Regions from separate parts of the Mus musculus genome. Here region 2 is linked to region 1. A link is a contact called in public promoter capture Hi-C data. All regions are on one chromosome and are shown on one strand. Each heading gives the region's core, a stretch centred on a gene start, on an enhancer-like site or on the middle of the called end of the contact. The rest is flanking DNA. Distances are from core to core; before and after follow the strand shown.

Region 1 (6,006 bases), core at 1,553-4,052:
ATAGAATTATCAAACTAGTCAAGAACAACGGAGTTTTTGTAATTCCGCATGAATTAACAGACCTGGGCAAGCATGGTCAATGGCTATCCCAAATACAAAGAACATCAGGCATTGCACACTTCCTTATAGAAACATACAGGGTTATTCAAGAAGCAATCTGTGGGAAAGGCATGCATAATCAAGTCTGAACCTGATTAAGCCTCATATGACTACTAATTCACAGGTAACACAGAAAACAAGGAAAAGAAAACATTTTAGGGATAGAGCGAGTAAAATCCAGATTGTGTAATGAACGCTTCAAAACAAATGGTGCAATTTTCCTCCAATATGATGAAAATTCAAGGGGAAAGTAGGGAATATTTAAATCAAACAAGCTGGCATATGCACTTTATAGAGATTTTTTTTTTAATGTCTCAATCGGAGGCATGACACTATTGTATGAATATTTGTCCCACCAGACAAAAGAACTGGTAAAACTGAGCAAACCTAAATCCTGGAAAATCTCAGAACTGAGGACAGCAGGCATGGGGCCAGCTCCCTGCCAAACTACCTGATCTGGACCTACCACTACACCCAACTAAGAGGACCATGACAATCAGCTACATGGCATAAAAACCTGCTATGCTAATGAGGTGTCTAGATAGGCCCTCCTTCTCTAAGTTGTCAGTGGGCCACAATATTGACAGCACTTATGGACAAAGAGCCAGTCTACAGACTTCTTGTCTAATCTCTTGTATATTTATTAAAGATTTAAAATTTTTATCTGCCTGAGCAGATAAAAGGTGATGCACACCTTTGAGCACTTGGGAGCCTAAAACAGGCAAATCCCAGTGAGTTTGGGTCAACCTAATCTAAATAGTGAGACCCTATCTCAAATAAACCAAAATAAAATATATTTAACTGCCTTATATTGTTCTAACTGGAGAATGTAAGGGGTATATGCCCTCTTCCTCAAATATCATTACTTTTATTTTATTTTTTAAAGCTATATCTCCAGTTTGTGGATTCAGGTCCCTGTACCTCAGCCTCCCTAGTAGCTGGGATTACTGGCATTCACCGCTACAGCCAGTTTTGAACCTCTCTATCCTCAATATCAAGGTGAATCATTTCTATAAAATTATTTTAATAGGCTGGGTGCTGGTGACACATGCCTTTAGTCCCAGCACTTGGGAGGCATAAGCAGGAGAATCTCTGAGTTCAAGATCAGCCTGCCTGGTCTACAGAGCAAGTTCCAGGAGAGCCGGGAGAAACCCCAACCTGAAAAACCAATTAATTAATTAACTAACTAATTAATTAATTAAAAATATTTTAATGGAAGGGAAGACACAGATGTGTACCAAGCCAAGGATGTTTATTTTATCTGACTTGTAAAATAGAATTCACAGTAGTTTTAAAAAGAAAATTTACAGGCTGGGCAGTGGTGGCACGTGCCTGTAATTCCAGCACTTGGGAGGCAGAAGCAGGTGGATTTCTGAGTTCAAGGCCAGCCTGGTATATAGAGGACAGCAAGGACTGCACAGAGAAACCCTGTCTCGAAAAACAAAACAAAACAAAACAAAACAAAAAGAAAAGAAAAAGAGAAAAGAAAAAGAAAATTTACGCTGGGCTGAGGATGTTGTCCAGTTGGTAGAATGCTTGCCTAGCATGCACTGAGCCCTAGATTTGGTTCCTCAGAACTGCATACAACTGGGCATAGTGTCAAGTTTGAGGCCAGCCTGAGCCACATGATGAGACCTTGTATGTGTGTACATAAATATACATTCATCAAACTATTATCTTTGATTACAGAAAAAAAGATTAATACCTGTTCGACTTCTCGGTATTTGTTATGGTTTTAGCACAGACTTTGGAATCAGTCCTGGATTAATTAACCCTGTCTGTACCATCCGCTGTGACTCCGGGCAAGAGTCTAAGCTAATTTTATTGATTTGTAAAATGGGAACCATGACAGCATAAGACATTAAATGCAGGTAAGGCACTTAACCCAACGAGTGGCGATAACGACATCACTAACTTCCTAGGGAGCTAAGAGTTTTATTAGGAATACTGAAGGCTTTCCCAGCGCTCTTCTTCCTTAGACACTTAGAAAGCAAGCTTGTCAGCCCTGTCAGAGGTTAGCTCTCTCAGGAGGAAGGCAGGGCACAGCACTGGGCTCAAGACCGATGGATCGCTTAGTAGTTCCCACACAGCCTCTTGGAGCTTTTAAAAGATTGATCAAAGAAAGGCTTTGGTCTGGAAGTTCTTCACAGAGGATAACGGAATAGGGTGTCCTTTCCCAATGCACCCAACTTGAAAAGTCCTCCTAGGCGGGAAGTTTAAGAAACTGCCCAAGTTAACCTCCCTTGTTAATCTCAACAGCGCGCACCACCACAGTCGCCCATCTCAACTCTTCCCTCTCTCACCAACATCCATGTCCTCCTACTAGTGGAGACTTCTTTCTTTCTGTCAAATAATGTCCCTTGCCACACAGGGGTCCTTTCCTCCTCTCCTTCAATGCCTCACCCTCTGCCTTAGACTCTCCTATTACTTCAGCCTCTGCACCTCAGTGTCACCCTTTCTGCCTCGATTGCCTCTTTCTTCTTCGCCTTAGGAACCGCGCTCCTCTGCAGTTCCTTCTTTACCTCTGCCTGGGGCTCCCAAGACTACATACACACACCATACTTTCCTCACAGCCTCTGAGCCACGCTCCAGATCCACACCCTCCCGGCCCTACCCGGCTGCTCCAGGGTCAGCGCCCCCAGGCGGCGGAGGCACTCCTCGTCCAGATCCCACTGCTCCGCCATTCGCGCCCGCCGCTCACCTGCCGCGGCTCGCGAGACCGCCCCCTGCTCGCCAGGCCCCGCCCCGCGTGCCAGGCCCCGCCCCCGACTCGGGCCCCGCCCCTCCCACTGGCCGCGGGCCTTGGTTCTCTAGGGACCGTTAGAGGGACCGGTCACGAGTCTGTCGTCTGCCACGGAATTTAGGACTATGGTATGGAGCCCGTCCCTGAGAAGGGCGTCAAAACCACTAAGGTGGAGATTTGGGGGGAGCTGGTGCCCGAGATGAGAACCTCGGGATTAGGGATCTGACTTTGGGGTATGAGGATCCGAAGGAGCCCCCAGTTTAGAAGAATCTGGGGAGGGCTTGTCTGAGAAGTGGAGAGACCATGCCATGCTGCCTTGTGAGATGAACTGTTCCACACCGCTGAGGATTTGAGGGGGCTCCAAGTTTGTGGGGTGAAGAAGGTGTAGCTCTTTGACGGATGGAAGCCTTTGTACCTTAAAGCCCATGTTTATTCTAGAGCAAGATGAGGATGACATTTAAAGGGGAAATCCAGATCTGACAGTTGGGGGGGGGGCGGGGCAGATTTTGGAGGCACGATGGGAACTCCTGATCTGAAAAGGTCAGAGAATCCTGGCTCGGGGCATTGAGTCCTGTCTTTTGGGCACTGAATTTCTATCACTATAATGTTCTATGGAAGAAGGTTGTGTGTTAATGAGATGCTCTTTGGGATGGAGTCATGATGGATGACCCTCAACTACTACAGGTTTCCCAAGCTGTTGATGGCTGGAGGCTCTCCCCAGACTGAAATAGTTGTGCACTAATAAGTTCCTGAACAATCTTTGGGGAAGAAAGCTCTGGCAATAACAGTTACATTCCTAACTTTTACCAGTAAGCATCCCTTGAGAGTCCTCCCATGGGTGATATATGTGGAAGCAAATTCTTCCTGTTTTTTAATAAGTGGAGCTCAGCCTCCAAATCTCCTTACCTTTCTTTTCAACCAGCTATGTACCTTTAAAGAAATCAGATCAAAAATCAAATCCTTGTATATCTGTGCTTTTGGTATAGGTGGGACCGTTAGTTACCATGTTTATCATGCCCAGCCTACGTCACATTTAAAAGGCCCAGGACTCAATGACATTGGATTAGCTTTTCCAGTTCTGCTGCTGAGCCATTAATCCATTTCATAATCTGTTTCTTTCTCTTCTTGACCACCCAGTGTTCTTCTAGTCTTAAAGTGGCATGTCTAATAGCTCCTCTTGATTTCAGACATTTAGACAGGGCTTACTATAGAAGAAGTGTCCCTCTTGTTTGATACAAGGATCTATTTTCCTGACTCAGAATAAGAGATGTGGGTTTTGGATGGAAGAGGAGGCATTTCCTTTCTTGAACTTTAATAGTCTTGTTCCCACTGCCACCATTCTTAAGCAATTTTGAGTTCATTTTTTTAGTTAGCATACCAACTAGTGGGATTCACTGTGACATTTTCAAACACATACAGCCTTCTTCTTTGTTCTGATGAGCCACTGTTCCCTTAAGTAGTCCCATCCTCTGCTTTTATGCCCCTATAGTCCACTATTCTCTCTCGCTTCCCCTTCCTTTGGGGCTCTTCTTCCACTCTCATGGCCCCTCTCTCCTTTCATATCATATGTAGATCTGTGAAAATCTATATTCCACATATTAAGGAAACATGATTCTAGCTTACTTATCTCCAGTTCCATCCACTTTCTCACAAATGTCAGAATTTCATTCTTTACAGCTGCATAAAATTCCATTGTGTGTCTCTACCACATTAAAAAAAAAATCTATCTGTTGGTTCCATGTCTTGGCTATTGTGAATAATGCAGTAATAAACATGGATATGCAAATAAATCTATGGCATGCTGATTTAGAATTCTTTGTTTTCTTTTTTTTAAAGATTTATTTATTTATTATTATTATACATAAGTATACTGTATGCCTTCAGACACACCAGAAGAGGGTGTCAGATTTTGTTATGGGTGGTTGTGAGCCACCATGTGGTTGCTGGGATTTGAACTCAGGACTTTCGGAAGAGCAGTCGGTGTTCTTACCCGCTGAGCTATCTTGCCAGCCCCTGATTTAGAATTCTTTAGGAATATAGCGGCTAATCTTCATTGCCTACCTGACCAGAGTTGGAATTCCCTAAGAGGTGCTCTTCTAGCAATGCCTGTGAGAATATTTCCAGAGAAACTTAACCTAGGAAAGAAGGGTCATGCCGAATGCAGCAGCACCGTCTCATGGTCTATGGTTCCTGAGTGGAAAGGAGGGAAGGAGCTTCGGCATCCTCTGCTCTCTGCTTTCTGGTCTTCCCAGATGGAGGAGTCCTAGTCTCATGCTTCTGCTCCCGTGGATTCTGTCACACTGTCTGTGTCATGTGGACTCTGTCACACTGTCTGTGTCATGTGGATTCTGTCACACTGTCTGTGTCATGTGGATTCTGTCACATGTCTATGTCATGTGGATTCTGTCACACTGTCTGTGTCACGTGGATTCTGTCACATGTCTGTGTCATGTGGATTCTGTCACATGTCTGTGTCATGTGGATTCTGTCACATGTCTGTGTCATGTGGATTCTGTCACATGTCTGTGTCATGTGGATTCTGTCACACTGTCTGTGTCATGTGGATTCTGTCACATGTCTGTGTCATGTGGATTCTGTCACACTGTCTGTGTCATGTGGATTCTGTCACACTGTCTGTGTCATGTGGATTCTGTCACACTGTCTGTGTCATGTGGATTCTGTCACACTGTGTCATGTGGATTCTGTCACACTGTCTGTGTCATGTGGACTCTGTCACACTGTCTGTGTCATGTGGACTCTGTCACACTGTCTATGTCATGTGGATTCTGTCACACTGTCTGTGTCATGTGGATTCTGTCACACTTTCTGTGTCATGCTGGACTATGTGCTTTTAAACCAGGAGCCAAAACAAATTCTTCTCTTAAGTTACTATTATTATTATTAATTAGTTATTATTATTATTGTTATTGTGTGTGTGATGTTTATGTGTGAGTGCTGGGTGTACATGCCATGGCACATACCTAGACGTCAGAGGACAACTTTGTGGAATCAATTCTTTTTTTTTTTTTTTTTGGTTTTTCGAGACAGGGTTTCTCTGTATAGCCTTGGCTGTCCTGGAACTCACTTTGTAGACCAGGCTGGCCTCAAACTCAGAAATCAGGCCTCTGCCTCTCTAGTGCTGGGATTAAAGGCGTGCGCCACCA
Region 2 (6,006 bases), core at 1,279-3,778, 1.0 Mb before region 1:
CTTGGCTCATGCTAGGTAAGCATTGTATCAGCTGAGGCCATCTCTAGCTCTACAATTTGATTTTTTTTTTCCCATTAGACAGAAGCACAGGGCATAGGATAGGAAGCAAAGTTTAAAGAGAAGGTGATTCAGTTGCCTGGAAAGAATAGCAGGAGGTAGAGGTCTAAAATAATCTAGAACATCATCATCATCATCATCACCACCATCACCATCATCATCACCTGTGTGGGTCTTTGCAAACAACACAACCAGGCAGCAACTTGCTGATCCACAAAAGGCAGAAGGCGGCAGTTCGGTTCCTGTCACATGGACTCCTTGCCTTATTAACTTGTCTCTCTTTTGCATCCTTTTGCTTTGCACATCCTCACCACAGTGCATGGCCTTCCCTCAGCTCTACAGAAAATACTCCTAGCCACTGTTCTAGACCTCGATCAATGTTCTTTCCCAAGGGTGACTTCTCTAGTTCTCCCCAGGCTGTGTGCAGTTCATGAAGGGATGTAAACCCAGGGTTCCCTGCACTCTAGGCAGCGACTCTACTGACTGCCCTACATTTTTGGACCCTATAAACTGACCTTAAAAGACACTGTTAGTATTTTTAACTAGATTGAACTTGATTATATGATATACATAGCAACTGACTGTGCTACATTTTTGGACTCTATAAACTGACCTTAAAAGATACTGTTAGTATTTTTATCTAGATTGAACTTGATTATATGATACCTGTAGCAACTACAACTTGTAGCTTACTGTTAAAAGTATTTTGTTATATTATGGGTCTCTCTGTGGGTATTGTGCAAACCCTTTTTCCCCTCACGAAAATAGCCTTATAAAGGCCCATATTATATTCCCCAAGCCTTCCCCTTTGCAACAATTAGCCAATCGTGTCAGATTATAGGATCAAGCTTCAATTAACGGGATGAGTTTCAGTCACCACCTCTGTGAGGGAGAAAAGACGGAAGTCACCCTGGCAAACTGTGGTTTTTAGCTCAGTTTTGGTTCAGTTGGACCATTTTTACAAGAGTTCAGAGCCCTGCTAGGCTTCTTTCAACTCTGTGCGATCCTTTCTTCCTCAATGCCTTGAGCTGAGATTTTTTTCCCCCGTTTCTAACAATTTTGTTCCTGTGAGAGCAGGTATCCAAGAAGCCAGAGCCATCAGGTCCCCTTTAACCTGTATTACAAGGTGGATGTGTACTTCCTGCCGTGAGTACTAGGAACGAAACTAATTCTGCAAGAGCAGCGTGTAAAAGCTTACAGTGTGTGCTCTTAACTGGAGCGCCATCTCTCCAGCCCATCCTTATCATTTTCCAGGAGGTGCTGGGAATTGAACCTAGGACCTCACACATACTAGGCAAGTGATCTACCACTGAGCTATAGTCCTAGTTCTTACCTTCAACTCCAAAGAGAGTTCAGATTATGTTCTCATCAAAGTAAAACGGACAGCCTCAGAGCTTATGTCCAGAAAATGCCCCTTTTGCTACAACTAAAAAGTGGGTTGATAAATCTGTCTCTTACTAATTAACCTGAAGCCGGGGCTATGGAGGGTGCGCACTATTATACATTTGTTAATGGGGAAAGAAAGAAAGGAAAATAAAACGAGTGGGGCGGGGGGGGGGGCAAGAAAAGCTGGAGCTTGTCTGACCAGGTTTGGCTGTAATGGTGGTCTCCGACTCAGCGCCCAACCTTCACCGGCCTCTTATTCTAATAGGTCTCTTCTGCCCCCCTACTATCTCTTTATGGCCTTTGGATGGGAAGCAGGGGGCTTTTCTATTTTGTCCCTCTATCCTCCATTCCTCACTGAAGAGTTCTAAGAAGTGCACACTGCAATAAAGTCTCAGTGCTGACACCCCCAGAACACTTCCTCTCACAAGATCGCACTTCCCTAGTCTCCTCTTTAACTCCATCCTTTCAGAAATCCTGCTCTGCCCAGGGCTGGGCACTTTGGGAGGGGTTTTCTCCAGAGGAGGAGACTCAAAGCGATCCAAACTAAGACTCTCTATACCTATACCAATAACTGTTCCATACAGACTCCGGGGGCCTCTCAGGGTGGGATGCTCCGGGCGGTGGGGGAAGGCTCGGCTCACCTGGGGCTTGGCCGTCGGAGGTCTCGGGGCCATTCCTGCCTCAGTGTGTGCTGGCTATGGTCCAGGGCTGAGGAGAGAGGACAGGATCCACTCACCGGGCTACCCCGAGGCCCCACCCCTTCAGCTCTGCAGCCACTTCGGCCGAAACGTGGGGAGGAGCCCCGCCTTCTCCTGCTGCTCTTCCCAAGGCCAAATGAAAGGCCCCACAGCTTCGGGACAGTTCCTCCGGCCACGCCCAGTCCGTCCGCAGGATGGTCGGCGAGGCCCGGAGGACAGCCTCCTACCCACTGCACTCGGAATCTGCCTCCGGGGCTTCGGAATCCGCGACCTCAGGTCCGCCCCTCTAGCGCCCGCTGCAGTTTCTTGTTCCCGGCAGTACTGCTCTGCAACAACAGGGTCGGACAATGGCCACAGCGGCGGGCGCAGAGCCACGAGTGCGACTGCGCACAATGATCCTCGCGCCTGCCCATCCACGGGTGCAGAAACTACGATTCCCAGCTATCCTCGCGTGCCCGCCCTGCAGAGGTCCTGCCTCCTAGTGGGGGGCTGCAGTAAGAGCACAAGAAGGCGGGCAGGTTAGGTTCAAAGTTTTTCTTTGGTATGTGTGTTTTCTGGAGCTGCTGGAAAGGTTCAAAGTTTTTGTCGTGTGTGTGTGTGTGTGTGTGTGTGTGTGTGTGTGTGTGTGTGTGTGTGTGTTGGAGCTTCTAGAAATTCTCACCGCTCCTTCTTTTCTTTTCTCCTTCTCCTCCACCTCCCATCCCGTTCCCTTTCCCTCCCCCCTCCCTCTTTCTCCCTCTGTGTAGCTCAGGATGTCCAGAAACTCACTCTGTAGACTCAATTCTCAATTCTCTTAGCACACAAGTGGCTAAGGATCGGGAGTTCAAGGTTATCCTAAACTGTGGTTCAAGACCAGCCTGGGCTACAAGAGACCTGGTCTTACAAGCCAAAATAAATAAACAATGCATGCACGAATGACTAAAGTGTATAATTCAATAGACTTTAGTACATAAAAAGAGTTGCACAACCATCGTTGTAGTCTCCTCTTTGAACATTTTAATTAGCCACAAAAGAAAAAAAATCATGTACATTAATAACCGTCCCCTCGTCCTAACCCACCTCCTCTCGATCCCGGGCAACCACTGACCTGTGCTGTCTTTGTGACAAATCTGTCTCTTCTGGGTATCTCATAAGATCAGGCAATATGAAGTTTTATGATTGGCTTCTTTCAGTTATTACAGTGGTTCTGAGTTCATTCACATCACAGGAGTCTCTATCCCATTCTTTTTTAATGCTGAATGAAAGATCTGATTGCCCGAGTGTACCACATTCATTCATCAGTTGGTAGCGTCTGCGTTGTTCACACTGTGAGATTTTATGCTTTTATCTTCAAAGCAACATTACAGAGGATATGTGTGTACACACGTTTATGGGGGTGCAGTTTCATTGATCTGGGGTAGATACAGAGAAGTTGAATTATAGAGATTTGGTAGCACCATGTTTAGCATTTGAAGGAACTGTGAATGTTTTCTAAAGAGGCTGTATCACTTCCATCTTTTTTTTTTTTAAACTAACAGCATATAGATTTCAACATTCCTACCCACACCTGTTACTATTTGTCTTTTTATCACAGTGTTCTGTGGATTTTTGCTGGGATGCGGGGGCGGAGAAAGTATAAATAACAACAAACCCCTTGGAAACTCTGCAAATACTTTCCACACTAGACAACAGTAGCAGACAGATACGCACAAAACAGAAGTTTAAGAGACCCTAGAAGGATTCCTAAGGCAGAACTTTCAGTAAGAAGCACAAAACACAGGCTAGGGTAAGGCTCGGCACCAGGCACTACAGCTCGTTCCCCAGCGCTGGCAGCCACACAGCTCACAGATGGGGGCCAGAGTATCTCCTAGGGACCCCAACACAAACAAACGTATGTATGTATGTATGTATGTATGTATGTATGTATGTATGTATGTAAAACGTATTTGCCCATACCTTTTATTCTTGCAGGGGGAGTGGTGGTGGGTGCAGAGACAGAACGATCTCTGTGACTGTGTCAGTGTGTGTGTGTGTCTGTGTGTGTTGGGGAGAGGGAAGTTGGACAACACTTGGGAGCTGGTTGTCTTTTTCCACCTTTCGACGTTTGAATTCAAGCCTTCAGGTTTTCTCTGCAAGTGCATTTACCCGTCCAGCCGTCTCTCTGGCCCTATGACGTTATTTGTACGCATTGTCTACAAGATTGGGGGGTGGGGGGCTTCAGTTTGTTCAAAGACCATTGTTTATAAAGCCTGAAGTTGCCATTGGAGAGGGACCAACTAGACCCTTCAGTAGGCAAGGAGCCGCATTCACAGCAGTAAGGCATGCAATGGAAAACCCAAGCTCAGAAGAATTTATTGACTCTCTAAATTGTCCCGCACAAGGGCTGGGGCTTGCCAGAGGTCGAGGTGTAATTAGTTCCGGTTTGCGGTTGGCTGTTCAGGTGGTTGTTTCGTGCAGGCAGTGAGAGCAGGGATAAGCTTGTGAGTAGCGACTCCCTGGATCAACAGGCACAGCGCATGATGCTCTTTTCTCATGGTCCAGGAGTGGACCTGCAAAGCCGGGACCCTTAGGATGCTCTTAGCCACGGGGTCCTCCAAGGGTAAGTGTGGCTCTCTGCCCTGGTCCCTGGGTAGCGGTTATTGTTTGGTGCCAAACACAAGAATTAAGAAGCTGATCAAGGAGTGTTTGTGTCCTCAGCAAGTTCAGAACTGTACATTCACAGAACTACCAGACGTCTAGCCTCTTAGAGCTGTCTCTCTGACAACGGCCTCCACATATGCTTCAGATTCCTGGGTTTTGAGATGGAAAAGACAGAACGTGCTGGGACACGGAGGAAGAGCCCCAGGTATCCGAGTAGTGCCCTCCCCCACTCCCACCTGGTGCCCTGGTGGGCAAGAGGCCACCCTTTTTTGCCTAAGAGGTGGATACTGGACTCAGTGTGACCTTGTTCAAGCTTGGGGGAGCCAAAGAAACCGGTTAATAACGCCAGATGCCTTACTCCGCACCCGCTGTAGGATAACAGGCAGGACCATTTGGCCCTCTCTTGCACACTGGATCAGCAGTGGGCTCAGCCTTCCAGCTGAGATAGCCTTTGTAACACAGGAGCATCCAACAAAATTAGTGAGAGGCGATGGATGGGCCCTTATTGAAAGTACCTGGGCTCAGTTACGAAAACCTGTGAACAGGGAACCTCAGTTCCTGACTGTTTTCCTGCCCTCACCAAGACACCAAATCAAGAGAATACTTCCTGAACGCTGCTTTGGGTCAGCATAACTTTAGCTTTCGTCGTCTGAGGCTGAATTGAGTTCACTCTAGGTTGCTGGGGTGCAAGGAAGCAAGTCCTCCCCACTCTTTCACTTCCTCCCCGTGGTTCAAACTAGCTTGAACTCATAATAACTCAGGCTGTGCTCAGGCGATACTGCTGCTTCAGCTTTGAGAGTGCCGGGATTACAGGAGCCACCACACCTTGCTCCAGTAAAACCAAACACCTCCTGTGCCTGGACCCTAAGGCGTTCTTCAGACCGCTGGCATCGATCGCCATCTGCTGGTCACTGTGGCACATTACTGTTCTAAAAATCTAACATACCGGGTACTTTGGCAAATTTATTCCTGCCAGAACCAGGCCTTGCGTTTTACATACATTATCTTAACTTGAATTTAAGAACCAATAGAATTGATTGGGGTTATAGTTCAGTGGTAGAACCCTCGCCGCACATGCATTATATCCTAGGTTCCATCCCTGTTTGTTTTTTTTGGGTGTGTGTGTGTGTGGATAAGATAGATATTCTAATCTGCATTGCACATGTAAGAAAATAGCTTCGGAGAATATAAGCAGTATATAAGAAACTTACCAAACCACTGAATGTCACATGTGGGATTCAAATGA

The links. Promoter capture Hi-C pulls out the DNA fragments that hold promoters and counts their contacts.
Region 2: a promoter capture Hi-C map of liver shows a contact between it and region 1, with 2.1 times the contacts expected there. The contact joins the promoter of Zfp90 here to the promoter of Lrrc36 in region 1. A contact is called at or near these places in 2 of 39 promoter capture datasets (both in liver).

The regions. Positions count from the first base shown.
Region 1 is chr8:105,410,418-105,416,423 of GRCm38.p6, reverse strand. It overlaps Lrrc36 (leucine rich repeat containing 36), which reads right to left and starts at 2,802. Exons shown (of 14, transcript NM_001170788.1): 1 at 2,714-2,802. The coding sequence starts at 2,783. Kctd19 (potassium channel tetramerisation domain containing 19) reads left to right here and starts at 2,922. Exons shown (of 16, transcript NM_001301173.1): 1 at 2,922-2,970. The coding sequence starts at 2,968.
Region 2 is chr8:106,411,849-106,417,854 of GRCm38.p6, reverse strand. It overlaps Zfp90 (zinc finger protein 90), which reads right to left and starts at 2,528. Exons shown (of 4, transcript NM_011764.4): 1 at 2,085-2,528. The coding sequence starts at 2,117.